Regions from separate parts of the Sus scrofa genome. Here region 1 is linked to region 2. Evidence: chromatin contacts called from public Hi-C data. All regions are on one chromosome and are shown on one strand. The core of a region is the stretch at or near the end of the contact, and the rest is flanking DNA. Distances in the headings are between cores, read along the strand shown.

Region 1 (7,086 bases), core at 3,142-5,641, 510 kb before region 2:
TGAAGTGAGTTAATATGTTCTAAACTGAAATTTGAAGATTCCATTTATAACAGCCTTTTAAATGGTCATGACTACCTAAGTATAAGCTAAAAAGTCTCTGTAATATTTTTTTTCCCATCTTCAACACCTAGAGAATAAAATGTTATACCATCCCGACCATTTTCCAAGCAATGAATTTGGTTCTTAACTCTGGTTGAAGTATAATGTTCTCTACATATGAATGAAAAGATGTGTATTAGTATATTTAAGAATACAGGGTGCATGGATATATAATTTTGCAAAACGAAATCTGTTTAATATATGTACTACACATAAACAAAATCTATATTCATAATCATTACGAATTGTTTCTGACAGTGCAAGGCCCTTAAAATTTCACAATACATTGCAGTTCTTTCTACCAACACCTTTTGATTTTCAATACCTAGTATTCAAAAAAGTTCTGAAATATTCAAACAGATATAACACATTGTGTGAATGTTTTATTACTTAAATGCAAACTTCAAACCTACTAACCTCATTACATGTGATGACTCCAAAGGCCCCAGCAAAGGGTAATTACTTAAAAAATTTAAAACACCTCCTTAGTAATTGACAGGCTGTACACTGGCCATATCAACTCTGTCTCTTCATACAAAAGCATTTTCCTGCACAACACTATGAATTAACTAAAAACTACTGAATGTAAATTCTAAATGGATGGAGTGTATGGTATATAACTTGTATTTCAATAAAACTATTAACATGCTTAAAAAGAAAAAGCATTTTCCCATAAAAACAGACAATCTTAAAAAGAATACACTTGCATGTACATCTGCAAATAAGTTACCACATAGTTTATCTTTTTTTATAACTATAACAATCACTCAGATAATGTAGAAAACACTCTACTCATCCTTCATCCATTTGACAAGGACTGTAACACTATATGGAAAACCTTTGTTTCAATGTCACCACCTTCCCATCCTGACTAATGGCGAGTTAGTTTTGTTAAAACGCAAGGGTGATGGCGTATGCTCCAATGAACTTTCCCTCCTCCCAGCACCAGAGACAAAAACCTGCAGCTCTGCTCTGTGCAGGCAGCCATCTGGACAGCTTTCCCTCAAAGCCCAGCCCACACCACACTGCAGGCAAAGTCAGAGGCTCGAGAGCTCTGTGGGGCTATTCATGACATACCAATTTCACATTTTCTGCTTGTACGCTTGCAACAATAAATGCTAATGAGGACTATGAATGACAATTTTAAAGACAATAAAAAGGTCTCCAAATCCCTTGCATATGGAGGCACTGTTTTCAAAACTTCACCTTCTGTTACAGAGCTTTTAGAGTCTAAAGGAGAAAAAAGAATAACCTAAGGAAAACAATAAGATGATCAAAGAACAACTGAATCCTTAAGATTTCTAAAAAAAGCAATCTGTGTAAGCCCAGCAAACGACAGATCTCATCACCCCATGAACAGCCCTATGAATGCATGAGGTACCTTTAATCTCTGCTACCTTTGCCTTCTGTAGACATGTAGCTTACCAAACAAATGCAGTTCTCATAAAACATTGATTTTTTTTTTAAGAGAAGGGAATTCTAAGGGCAGCATATGTCCAAATATAATTAAAATAATCACCATCAACCACATTTTGGCATAGTATTTATCATTTCACATACCTTTAAGTAAATGGAAATGCAAAATGGTCTTCTGATAACATCTATTCCTAAAAATAATGCAATAGTTCTTGGGTGATGAAATTATAAATCATGTTTATTTTCCTATTTTCATCTATTGTTCACATCTTCTAAAGTTAGCATGTATTATATTTTGAACCAGAAGAAACAATAAATATTACTTTCAATGCAATGTAAGTACTGAATAAAAGACATAAATGTGTTGACCTTGATAGGAATGAAACTATTTTTCACAGCAACAAAAATAAAACAAAAGATCTGTCTTCCTATAAATTGCGTGAAAGATATTCTTTTCATTAACATGAATTAAAACACTTTCAACAAAATCCACCAGGTGGAGCAAATACACAGCAATAAAAAAAAAAAAGCACAGAATTTTTTCATCACATTCTTCTCACTGGACTTTTATCTCTAACAAACTCTCCACTTCTATTCTCTCCACATTGCAAATTAGCAAAATGCATCCACAAATACTAATTTGCCACATTTATAAACAAATTCAAACTTACTCAAAAATGATTTTTAGCTTCCATGGATTCCATTACAAGTTTTCATTCCAAAACGGCTTCATTTGTTCAAATAATATCCAACGCAGTATATCTGCTTTTATGGTAATGTAAATTTGTAAATTAATGTTTCACCCTTACCCTACTGGGTTTCATCATGTCACCCCTCACCCCCACCTCACCCCCAACGAGACCAGGCAAAATAGAATGTAACTCTGTATATTCTGAAATAACAGTGGTTAAATAACGGTGTTAAATAATGGTGGTTAAAACCTATAAATCTCAACCCAATTTCTACTCTGTATGGAAATTTCAATTGTCATTCTGACTTATTAAAATTTTTATTTGTAGATACCAAAATCTTATTAAAATTTTGGAATACTATGACTTTTTTATCTATCAAAAAAACCTGTTTTGATTCTTGCTGGTAAACTGACAGGCCCACAGTTACAAATAGATCTTGGTTATTCCCTCCTCTTTTTTAGAGTAATTTACTTCCTCCCATCCTCTTCTTCCACAGATATACTTTTTCCTTGCCATTTCATTTCACACTTACTGAGCACACTCAGCACAAGGCACCAACCCCATTTTCTTGTTCATATTTTGTTCTTTAATTCCTGTGCCACCACCCGCAAGCCACACCTCTGCCAATTCACTTTTCAACATCCTCCAAGTTTTTCTCACATTATACACTCTCTGCTGCTAAGGCTTAATGCTACAACTGGTGTTAACGTTACTTGCACTTAAGAAAGCTCCAGCTGGATAGAACTACCAAAAAGTTGGAGCCTGAAAGGGGGGAGGGGGGTACCTGCAGTGAGTCTGTCAGTGGAGGAAGACACCAGTTAGGAATGTTGACTGTGGCTTAAACTATATTTACATGTTTTCTTTTCTCATATTTATACTGATGTTGAAAGAGAAATACCCGGAAAGAAATGCAGCAGGCTGATACATAAATAAACATGCACATGCCCGAGGATACACATAACACTTATGGCAGAGCTACTTCTGCTAGCGCATAATAGATCACGGTGATGCCAGTTCCATCACAAGACGCACCAGGCTAATCCAATTATTTAAATGATTATATACTTTTCACTGGAATGGTATACACACACAGAAAATATTGACATTGCTTCCATAAATATAATCTGAAAAATAAGTTTTTAGAATAATTCCTACCGAACTCTTCCCTGCAAAGTCCAATTTCTTTATTCTTTGCAAAGACCAGAATCAATCCCCTGGAGCTGTGCTCATGCACACCACGAAGGGACACACTGCTCTCTCGTTACGTGCCCACAGCTCCCGTTAACATTAATGGGAAGCACATATGTGCATGAAAAGGGTAAATGCTCTTGAGTCTGCATGACAGAATCCTAATGAAGTAGTTGGAAAAACCAAATCACTGCACGTGTAGTCACACTTTCCCCTCCCTTTGCAGGAAACCCCACCACCACCACCTTCGCTCCCCCACCCACAGTGCGGACATTTCATCAGCCCACACTGTGGATAAAGAACCTGCTGGATTTCCTCTTGGTGGTAAGATAACATCTTCTACTCCAGGGAGCTCCCAAATGGCTCCATCTCCAAGCCTTCCCCAGAATATTTATTCTATAACTACTCTCAAATTGGCCATATATTTCTGTCCATGTATTACTTCTCACCACTCCAGCTTCATCGAAGGGTGTGGCCCTTCCCAAAGCAAATGTCCAAGTTCATACTGAAATCCAAGGAAAGGCAAAACCCCAACCTTCAAGGTTCTATCATCTTTGTTTAAAAATGGACGATTCTATTGTCATGGACAGATTAAAAACCCCAAACTACCTTATAAAAACAAATTATTAGTTCCACATCAAACTACTCATGAATCTGACCCAGAAGAGAACACACGTAGGACACTATATAATAGGAATTAGGAAAATGAGAAACCATTAACTGAGTCCAGTCCTCCACCAGTTACCGTCTGTGGCTGTTGATAGAGATATTATTTTGTAGCAGGGCCAGAGTGTAAAATGCAAAAGACAGATTTTTAAACCCATCTTAAAAAAAAAAAAAAAAAAAAAAAAATCCAGCATGTCTGTCAGTGTAGTCCAGAAAGAGAAGGCAGGGACACAGCCCTGGCAGGAACCTCGGATTCCGGACCAAACCCTCTTCTACACAATGCCTCCAAAAAGAAAGGAACCCAGGGCGGGAGCCAGCCTGACGCTGGCGGACAGACAGGGCTGGCCTTGCAGGATGTCAGAGCGCCAGGCGGCTGCAGAGATACTGGGCTTTCACACACTCTCAGGCTGACTGTTTTGCTCTTCAGGTAATTAAACAAGGAAGCAGGGCTGCTGGGTACAGCCTGACCCCAAAGCCTCGGCTCCCTGGTTCTGCATATCAACTTCCGCAAGAACTGCCCGGAGCATCAACAGAGCTTTCTCTTCTCCACTCTCTCTCATTTCCTTCTCCACCTCTTCCTAAAGCTGACCCAGAAAGAAATCCTCCTGACAAAAACATCCATGGAAAGGTCTGAGTCTATCTGTCATTAAAAAAAAAAAAAAAAAAAAAAAAAACCTCTGTGCTATTCCCTGTCATTACCCTCCAAAGTTTAAAAAAGCAAAAAATCCCCCTCATGGCAGGAACTTTGTAAAAATTCACATATAACAAATCTATGTAAAACACCAGTGTCTTAATCAAGATGAGTTATTCAAACACAGGAACAGCCAGATAATAATCACGTTTTTCTTTGGCATCTATTTGACTAAAATAAGAATCATCACATTCAGAAAACTCCCCAAGAAATAAGTGATTTTGATAATCCAGCTCACAGCTTAAATATCTGTTGTATGGTGTTAATACTGTTATTTTCAGTTTTGATAAATGAGCATTTGGAAAAGTAAGTTACCACCTATAATCTGGTTTATTATGTTTCATCGAAAATCTTATTTTTAAAAGCCTGTAAAATATTTGTGTACCAAGAAAGTCACCATAAAAATTCAGGAATATAAAAAAAATACCCCTTAAAAGATAAGAAAGTAGCACACCCCCCATTAAGTAATGATTAGAATCATATAAATAATATATTCTTCCTTCATCTCAAAATCCATAGAGTAAAATATTGGCTGCAAGAGACAGAGACCAAAAGAGAGATGAATACAAAAGCATGCCTGCTTGTCTGTGTTCAACACAAAGAACATTAAATGAAAACAACTGGCATGCTGCCAAATTCCTATAGAGGCAAAGAGATTCAAATAAATTGATTTCACGCATCACACTGACCTGGGATCAGTGTGCAGTGCTACAATAAGCTCAAAGCTCCATGTGGGGTAAAGCCCATTAATGCTATCAGACCCCTCGAACATGACCAAGAAAAACTAAAAATAAATGCAAAGACTCTCAAAAGCCAACAAATTTGCTTAAGAAAATAACCTTCTTTTCCTAATAAGGATACCAATATTTGAAGGTGCACAGCATCATCTAAACTAATTTTTTTTAATTCATTCTTTTTAAAAACACAAATGTGGCTTTTGAAACGCATACAATATCTACAAATTGGGACTACATAAATATCCCAGCCCATGATTCAAACATCAATACACACCATTTTGTAACAAGTTTCCTGTGTCATAACTGCTTCCCATGCTAATATGCCCTTGCCTCTTATATGGCCAGTTAATTTTTTCATGTAACAAATATTGGACATTTCTTAGTATTTCCCTCAATGGATTATAAGAGAAAGTTTCTCAGGCTGGACATCACTCCTAGCTGTCCCAAACCCATCTACTTCTCACAAAGGCACACATAATAGAAGAACTGCTTCAAAACAAATTCTAGAATAGCGAACACTGCATATTTTGGATACGCTTTAAAACACTGGGGGTAAATACTCCATGTTTTCTCAAGTTAAAAGTATGTGATTTTTACTCTCTACTCTTGGGTCAATTTGAGTCTAAATCCCATATTTATATACCTCCACTGCCATCACAAAAAAGAAAAAACTAAGAGTAAATTTTTCAGTGCTACATGAAACATTAAAAAAAAGCCAAACATTTATAAAATAGGCCAACACACATATAAACATAAATGTATATAGTGTCTAAACACATCACTGTTAAAGTATGTATACACACTCATACACACAAGAGAGGGAAGAAACTCAACAAAGAGTTTTTGATGCATAATGTGAAGGATCAGTATTTGCATATTATAACAAATAACATGCGTTAACTTATTTTAAAATATGTGTCTCTGTCATGCATTTTTGCTTTCAATATAGATCTTCCATGCTGCAATGCTTCACCACCAGCAGGCCAGATATATGCCTTATGATCAGAAGAGAATACGGCTGTAATGGGATGGGGGTGGGTAAGGACAATGATACTACCTATCTGCAATATATGCTCAAATTTTAAAATCCATGATTCTTTTCAATGTGCAATCTATACCATATATATTTTTTTTTCTTTTTTTTTTTTTTCTTTTTAGGGCTGCACTTGTAGCATATGGTCGTTCCCAGGCTTGGGATTGAATGGGAGCTGCAGCTGCCAGCCTACACCACAGTCATAGCAACGCCAGATCCTTAACCCACTGAGCAAGGCCAGGGATCAAACCCAAAGCCTCATGGGAGTTACTGTCATGGTGTGGCGAAAATGAATTCGACTAGGAACCATGAGGTTGCAGGTTCCATCCCTGGCCTTGCTCAGTGGGTTAAGGATCTGGCATTGCCATGAGCTGTGTTGTAGGTTGCAGATGCAGCTCAGATCTGGTGTTGCTGTGGCTCTGGCATAAGCCGGTAGCAACAGCTCCAATTAGACCCCTAGCCTGGGAAGCTCCATATGCCATGGGTACAGCCCTAAAAAGACAAAAGACAATAAATAAATAAATAAATAAATAAAAATAAAACCCACATCCTCATGGATACTAG
Region 2 (6,392 bases), core at 431-2,930:
CCCCTATTTATTTTCTTTGAATTACTTACTCCTTTGAGATCAGAAAAATCTGACTCCTTATTTTTATTATTGCCAAATCAATGTCTGCTAAAAACTGTTTATTACTTTTATGTGCAGATGCTTCACACATCAAAATCTTCAATTTTTTTAAGGCTGTGATCTAAAAGAGACTCATTCAAGTAAAGGGCCAGTGTCCAAGTCAGATGCTGATGTCATTAGAGGGTCCTCAAATTTCAACTGAGCTATTATGATAGTAATAGTCAAAATTATAATGTTAGCAAATGTTTATTGAGGGCTTTCTATGTGCCAGGAAACCATTCAACATTCTCTACATGCTGTGCAAGAGTTTCACCACACAACCCTGTATGGTAGGTACATACCAAAGCCCCATTTTCCAAAGAAATAGTGGGAATACTGCAAACAAAAAGAGAAAGCAAGATGATATATGAGAAATAGCAGTTGAGCTTGGGATGTTGAAGGCTATTTTGGTTTGGGAGTGAACAGGTAAGCCTACAGCATGACTTTGGGTAAATAATTCCAGTGATAAAAGCAATACAAGTACATGTATGTAGTCTGCTCACCACACTTAATAAAGATGAACCAGCAGCAGAGGATTTAGGGAAGGACAGCTAAAATGATTAAAGGGCTAGAGGCTTTCTTATGGAAATAGACTAAAGAGATTATAGTTTTTCAGTGTGGAAAGCTAAAGGCAAGGCAGGAATTTTTTTTTTTTCTTTTTTAATGATAAAATGGAGAATGTGGATTCAATGGGCAAAGAATTCTTTACCAGATTTTGGAGTATTGGCATGGAAGAACCTCCATGAAGTTTGAAAAAAAAAAAAAAACAAAAAAACCCACATACTTAGAAAAAAAGGGGAAGCAGTTATGGTGCTAAAATAGCCAATACATAAACATAAGATACATACAATTAGGATAAAGGAAACAGGAAATGAGTCCAAAAAGGTTAGGAGGAATGATCTAGCATTCAGCTGAGCACATTTTGAAGAAGGTATAAGGATATTTCCCTAATTTTCTTTAGTTAACCTCATGAAGCATCAAAATTTCCTGCTACATGGTAGTAACAGCATCACCAAACCCAAGAAATATGGAACCCAATTCTACAAAGAGGGATTTATAACAGAGACAAACTGCAGAGACCAAGACTGCTCTATGGTTGTGTATTGATAGTGTGCCACAGGCTGAAGCTGATTTCTCCCTGACTCCGTGGCACCTAGGAGAAGTGCCCATGGCTTTGTGGGGATAGGAGAGGTCTTACGTGATCATGGTGGATGCTATGAGTGGGGAGAATCTGGTTTCCTGAGAATTTTTGAACACAGTTTTGAATAGTAACACTCGTTTTAGAATTCTCTATTTCCTATTTTAATGCTTATTTTCTTGTCTCTACACTAACAATGGTAAGTAGTGGCTTACTGTTGAGGGTTTCTTACATACTGAACACTGGGTTGAGGCATTTCATGCATTGCTTCTCTTTAACCTCTGTCCACATATACAGAGCATCTGTGGCTTTTGTTTGTTCAGCATCCAGCCCCCTTTCCTTCTGGTGACAGCACCCATATCAGACCCAAGTTTTTTCACTCTCTATTTACAGGGCTGCAAGTTCCCCTGGCTGCATGGTGGTGAGAATGAGTCCCAGACCAGCTAGGGGGAATCCCATTCTTCTGATCATGGTGACAAGTTCAGGGACAGGGAAATGTTCCAAGTCAATCTCATGATAATTTGTCCGGTGAGCTTTGATAGAATAATTGAGAAAGAGAAGCTGTTATACTATTGAGGTCAGTATGTGTAATGGTGATATGAGTCTGGAAAAACTGAGCTGGGAGAGAAAGCAGAATGAGAAGTGCTTTCAGTGAGAAGGAGAGCAAACATCAGAGCTTGGTGTGTGTGTGTGTGTGTGTGTGTGTGTGTGTGTGTGTGTGCGCATGCGCGTAAATGAGACACAGCCTAGAGACAGTAAAATGTAGATAAGAAAGGCCCTGATTTTGGTCTCTGCATCCAGATAGTTTTGAAGTTTACTGGAATGTCAGCCACTGAATTTTGATTTCAGTTTTCTTAAGCACTTTTGAGTTGAGTGTCTATTACTTTCATAGTCCTGACCATTAATAAAAACTTTATAAAGACTGTATTATCACCATTTTACAGATGAAAAAACTGAGCCCTAGGAAGATTTATTTGAGAACTCACTATTCTACTTGGCATTTTCTAGTCACTAGAAATTTTATTCCAACTTCTGAGATCTTGATTTTCAATTTTTATATTTGAATCTGTTCATTTGTTCTTAGTTGCCTCTGTAACTTTTTCTAATTATTCTTAGTGGAGAATTTTTAGATTATACAAGCAATAGACTATAAATATGGTTGTGAAATGATCTCTTAAAGGTGTTCGTTGTTCATTGTCCTGATACACCTAGGCAGAAATCCACCTGAAAAATGGTTTGCATTCACAATTTCTTCATCTCATGGTGTGTAGAACACTTGTAAATGAGATGTGAATATTTATAGACGTTTGTGACATTACTACTGCATTTAGAAGCTTTTATACCAAATTATAGATTCATGTAAAGGTTATAAATTAGAAGCTTTACAGAAAATGTCTAAATATTTATGAATTTAACTACATTTAGGAATAAATTTGCAAATTTTACATTTGCTATTTTTTCACATTTATGAGCAAATATGAGTTTTCTAATAATCTATCAAAATGAGTCGGCACTCAGAAAAGCACAAACCCCAGATGGAAATGTTGTCTTCATTTTCTCTGAGCATCTCCCTCCCCCTCTGCCTCTGTCTCCCTCCCAGCCTTCTCTCTCCCCACTCCTTTCTCCACCAGAAATAAAATATGCAGAATCCACCAAGGAGATTTCAGTGCTTCCAACAATCCCTGGTATTTATGAGTTGTCAATCATGTTACCTCTTTATTTTTAACTCTCTAATCAGTCATCCACCAGCCATCAGCTTCCAGGAAAAAAAAAAAAAAAAAAACACTTTGGAACTTTTAAAACATCATGATCTAACCATTTAAGTTATGCCACATTCCAGCTGAACATACTTAGTGTGAACTCAGGCAAAGCCTCCAGCTCTTGTTGGCCACACCCCTGGGGAAGTGGACATAAACAGAAAATCTCAAGTTTTTCTGCTTCTGCATATCTCATGGCTGGGAAGTAAGGGAGACAGGAGAGCACTCCAACTTCTCCTGCTTCAGGTGAGACTGCCCCTCACTGATGCAGTACTGAGAGCTGCATGAAGCTGAGTAGCTGAACCTGAGCAACCACCATATGGCCTTCTTGAATCCAGGGATCTTTCCTGCACCCCACCATGGCCATTGGACCTGGTCATCTGGAATAGCCACATCAAAGCTGAAATCTCAACTGCATCTATCCTGCTCTTTGAGTCCCCCATTCAAGTCCGCTCAGTTTGAACATTCCCTTGGTTTCACTGAGACTTTTTTAAAATTAAATTATAGCTGATTTACAATGTGGTGTTAATTTCTGCTGTACAGCAAAGAGATTCAATTATATGTTACATACATCCTTTTTTAATACTCTTTTCTGTTACGGTTTATCATAGGACATTGAATACAGTTCTCTGAATATAGGACCTCGTTGTCTATCCTCTCCATGTCTAATAGCTTACATCTAATAACTCCAATCTCCCACTCCATCCCTACCCCAAAACCCTCTCCCCTCCAATTCGCGTTTGGAGAAGGCAAATCTGTTCTCCTTGTCTGTGAGTCTGTTTCCATTTCATAGATAGGTTCTTTTATGTCATATTTTAGATTTCCACATACAGTCTTTGTCTTTCTCTTTCTAAACTTACTTCACTTAGCATGATAATCTCTAGTTGCATCTGAGACTTTCGTTTCATAAAATGACTGCCTCAAAACCATCCTTAGTCTGTCATATTATCACTTTCCTCCTTCCTCAGCTAAGAGTCCATAGCTGTCTTTATACTCATCTCTTTGCAAACACTGCTAACTCCATTTACTCATTCTCCCTTTTCTATCAGGCCAACTTCCTGACAGAAAGTTCCTAAACCCTAGGACCTAACAAGGTTGCTCAACATTCCTGGAGGCTAACATACCACTAGGCTGACTTTAACTTCAGAAACAAAAGTATCAACAGTGCCGACTCACAGTGGCTGCAGAGATTCCATTTTTCCCTTGCTGTAATTGATCAGTTTAGGTAACTTAGGCCAAAGCCTTACAATCACACCATGTAGAAATAGTCTAATGAGGCTGATTCAGGGATGGACCTGAAATCCAATGAAAATGGATTAGAGAGAAGGAGAGATTTCATGTGGCTTCTCATTCACTTCAGAGAGCAACTAGGACCTCAGGCTCCTCTTCTCCTTCTCCATTTTTTTTTTCAGCTGCTTCTATAGCCTGCAGAAGTTCCCAAGACAAGGATTTAACTCTTGCCACAGCAGTAACCCTTGTCGCAGCAATGACAATGCTGGATCCTTAACATGCTGAGCCACCAGGGAACTCCCTCTCCCTCTCCATTTTGATGATATGAATTGCAGGTACAAAGTCTAGATTGCTTGGGCCACTTTCCTGCCTTCAAAAGAGCAAGACCACCTCCGTATAATGTTGAAACCATGGAAGATTGAGCAGATAGAATGAAAGAACTCAGATCCTTTGATATTTTTGAGTTGCTGATTATTCAGCGCTGAGGTTCATTTTACCTCCATATCTTTCAGTTACATTAGGCAATAAACACCCTTTATTGTTTAGGCTGGCAGGAATTGAGTTTTCTCTTATACGCCGTAAGTTCCCAACTGAGAGACTTCCTTATTATGATTACTTTCTTCCTCTCCAAAAAGTCATGATTTAACAGTCTCTTCTTTCATCAAACAGGCACAGAAAAGGTTGTTGAATAAACACATGCCACATGTTGTTAAGTGATTCCTTGATGGTGTGAAGGTAGCACACAGGAAGTGGCCTTAGATAGTCATATCCATGGTATTGGGGATACACATTTCGAAGTAGCTCTTAGCCTCAAAATTGTTCTTTTCCTTTTTGGAGCCAAAATGGTTTATAAAACTCTGCCTAGTTCATCTGGGAAAAGATGAAACCCTCCTTAGTTGAAGTTGCCAACATTGCAGAGCACACAGTTATTTCATTAACATAATAATGAATCTGCGTAGCAGACACTAAAGGAAAAACAGAACAAAAATTCTACGTAATAATAATAGCAGCTACCATTTATTTAGGATCTATTACATGGTAGGTATTTCAAATATCTTATATGTAAGATATTCTAATTCTCATGACAGTTCTACAATAGGTACTTTAATCTCTACTCTACAGATAGTGCAAACTGAGGTCGATTAATGTTAAGTGACCACTCAAGCCCACAGGGGCAGTAGTGGGTTGAATCAGAGCCTCACAAAGATATGTCCATATCCTCACCCTTAAACCTGTGGTTTACCATATTTGGGAAAAGGGTCTTGGCAGATGTAATTAAGTTAAACATGTGAAGATGAGATCATCTTGGATTAGGATTTCTATATCCAGTGGCAGGTGGGTCCTTATAACAGAAAGGCAGAGGAAGATTTGAGTCACAGATACAGAGGAGAAGGTGATGGGAAGAGGGAGGCAGGAACTCCCGTGATACATGGAGGAATAAGGAACGCCAAGGATTGCTGGCAGCTGCCAGAAGCTGGGAGGTGTGGAACGGACTTTTCCTCAGAGGCTGCAAAAGGAGCCAACCCTGCCAACACTCTGGCCTGCCCAGCTGTGAGAGAACAAGTTTCTGTTGTGTGAAACCACCTGGTTTGTGGCAATTTGTTACGGCAGCTCTGGGAAACTAATAAAAAACTGAAACTCAAACCTGGCTCTTAGGAGTAGTTCAGACTTTGACCAAAATACTACATTGAACAAAAACTACTTAAAACTTGGACTTGAGATGAATAAAGGTAAAAAGAACTGAGTATTCAGTGAAATTATCACAGAAAGCTTGACAAAGGAAATAATCATTCTGAGGCATGCTGGTGCCAGAGAGACTCTAGTGCAGATCAAGAACAATATAAAACATAACAACCATGGGGGTTTCACAAGTTTGTTAGTCAAGAGAAATTACAATTTTGTGCTGGAAAGCACTTCAGCTACGTTGTTACTTATGATGTGTATGTGTTGGTCATAAGTAAATAGGTGTAAACAGATATGTATGCTTAACTAGATAATATTAGAACACAGTATGAGATTAAGGATCAGCTAACATTTTGGTTGGGTCTTTTCAAAGTTCTGAGTGTAAACACTTATTTTTAGGAAAGGGATCTAATAGATATTGAACGACACCTATACCAGGTACTTCATAGGTTGTCTCAGTCTTCATGGCCGGCAAGCACTGTTCCTGTTTTCAAAAATGAGAAAGC

Evidence for each region. A called contact is a pair of places that touch in the nucleus more often than the background predicts.
Region 1: a contact with region 2 is called in a Hi-C map of embryonic fibroblasts, with 1.8 times the contacts expected there. The contact joins two enhancer-like sites. A contact is called at or near these places in 2 of 47 Hi-C or Micro-C datasets (embryonic fibroblasts and heart right ventricle) and 1 of 2 datasets of contacts at active chromatin or transcription factors (skeletal muscle).

What each region holds. Positions count from the first base shown.
Region 1 is chr4:44,627,641-44,634,726 of Sscrofa11.1, reverse strand. All of the region lies in intron 5 of RUNX1T1 (protein CBFA2T1), which reads right to left. All of the region lies in intron 1 of LOC110260259 (a long non-coding RNA gene), which reads right to left. Among named protein-coding and RNA genes, the nearest start is that of RUNX1T1, 31 kb to the right of the region's middle. Within about 2 kb of position 4,391, at least 19 of the 83 cell types and tissues checked have an H3K27ac peak or open chromatin away from gene starts, as enhancers often do.
Region 2 is chr4:44,120,504-44,126,895 of Sscrofa11.1, reverse strand. No RefSeq gene overlaps it. Among named protein-coding and RNA genes, the nearest start is that of TRIQK, 420 kb to the right of the region's middle. Within about 2 kb of position 1,680, at least 1 of the 83 cell types and tissues checked has an H3K27ac peak or open chromatin away from gene starts, as enhancers often do.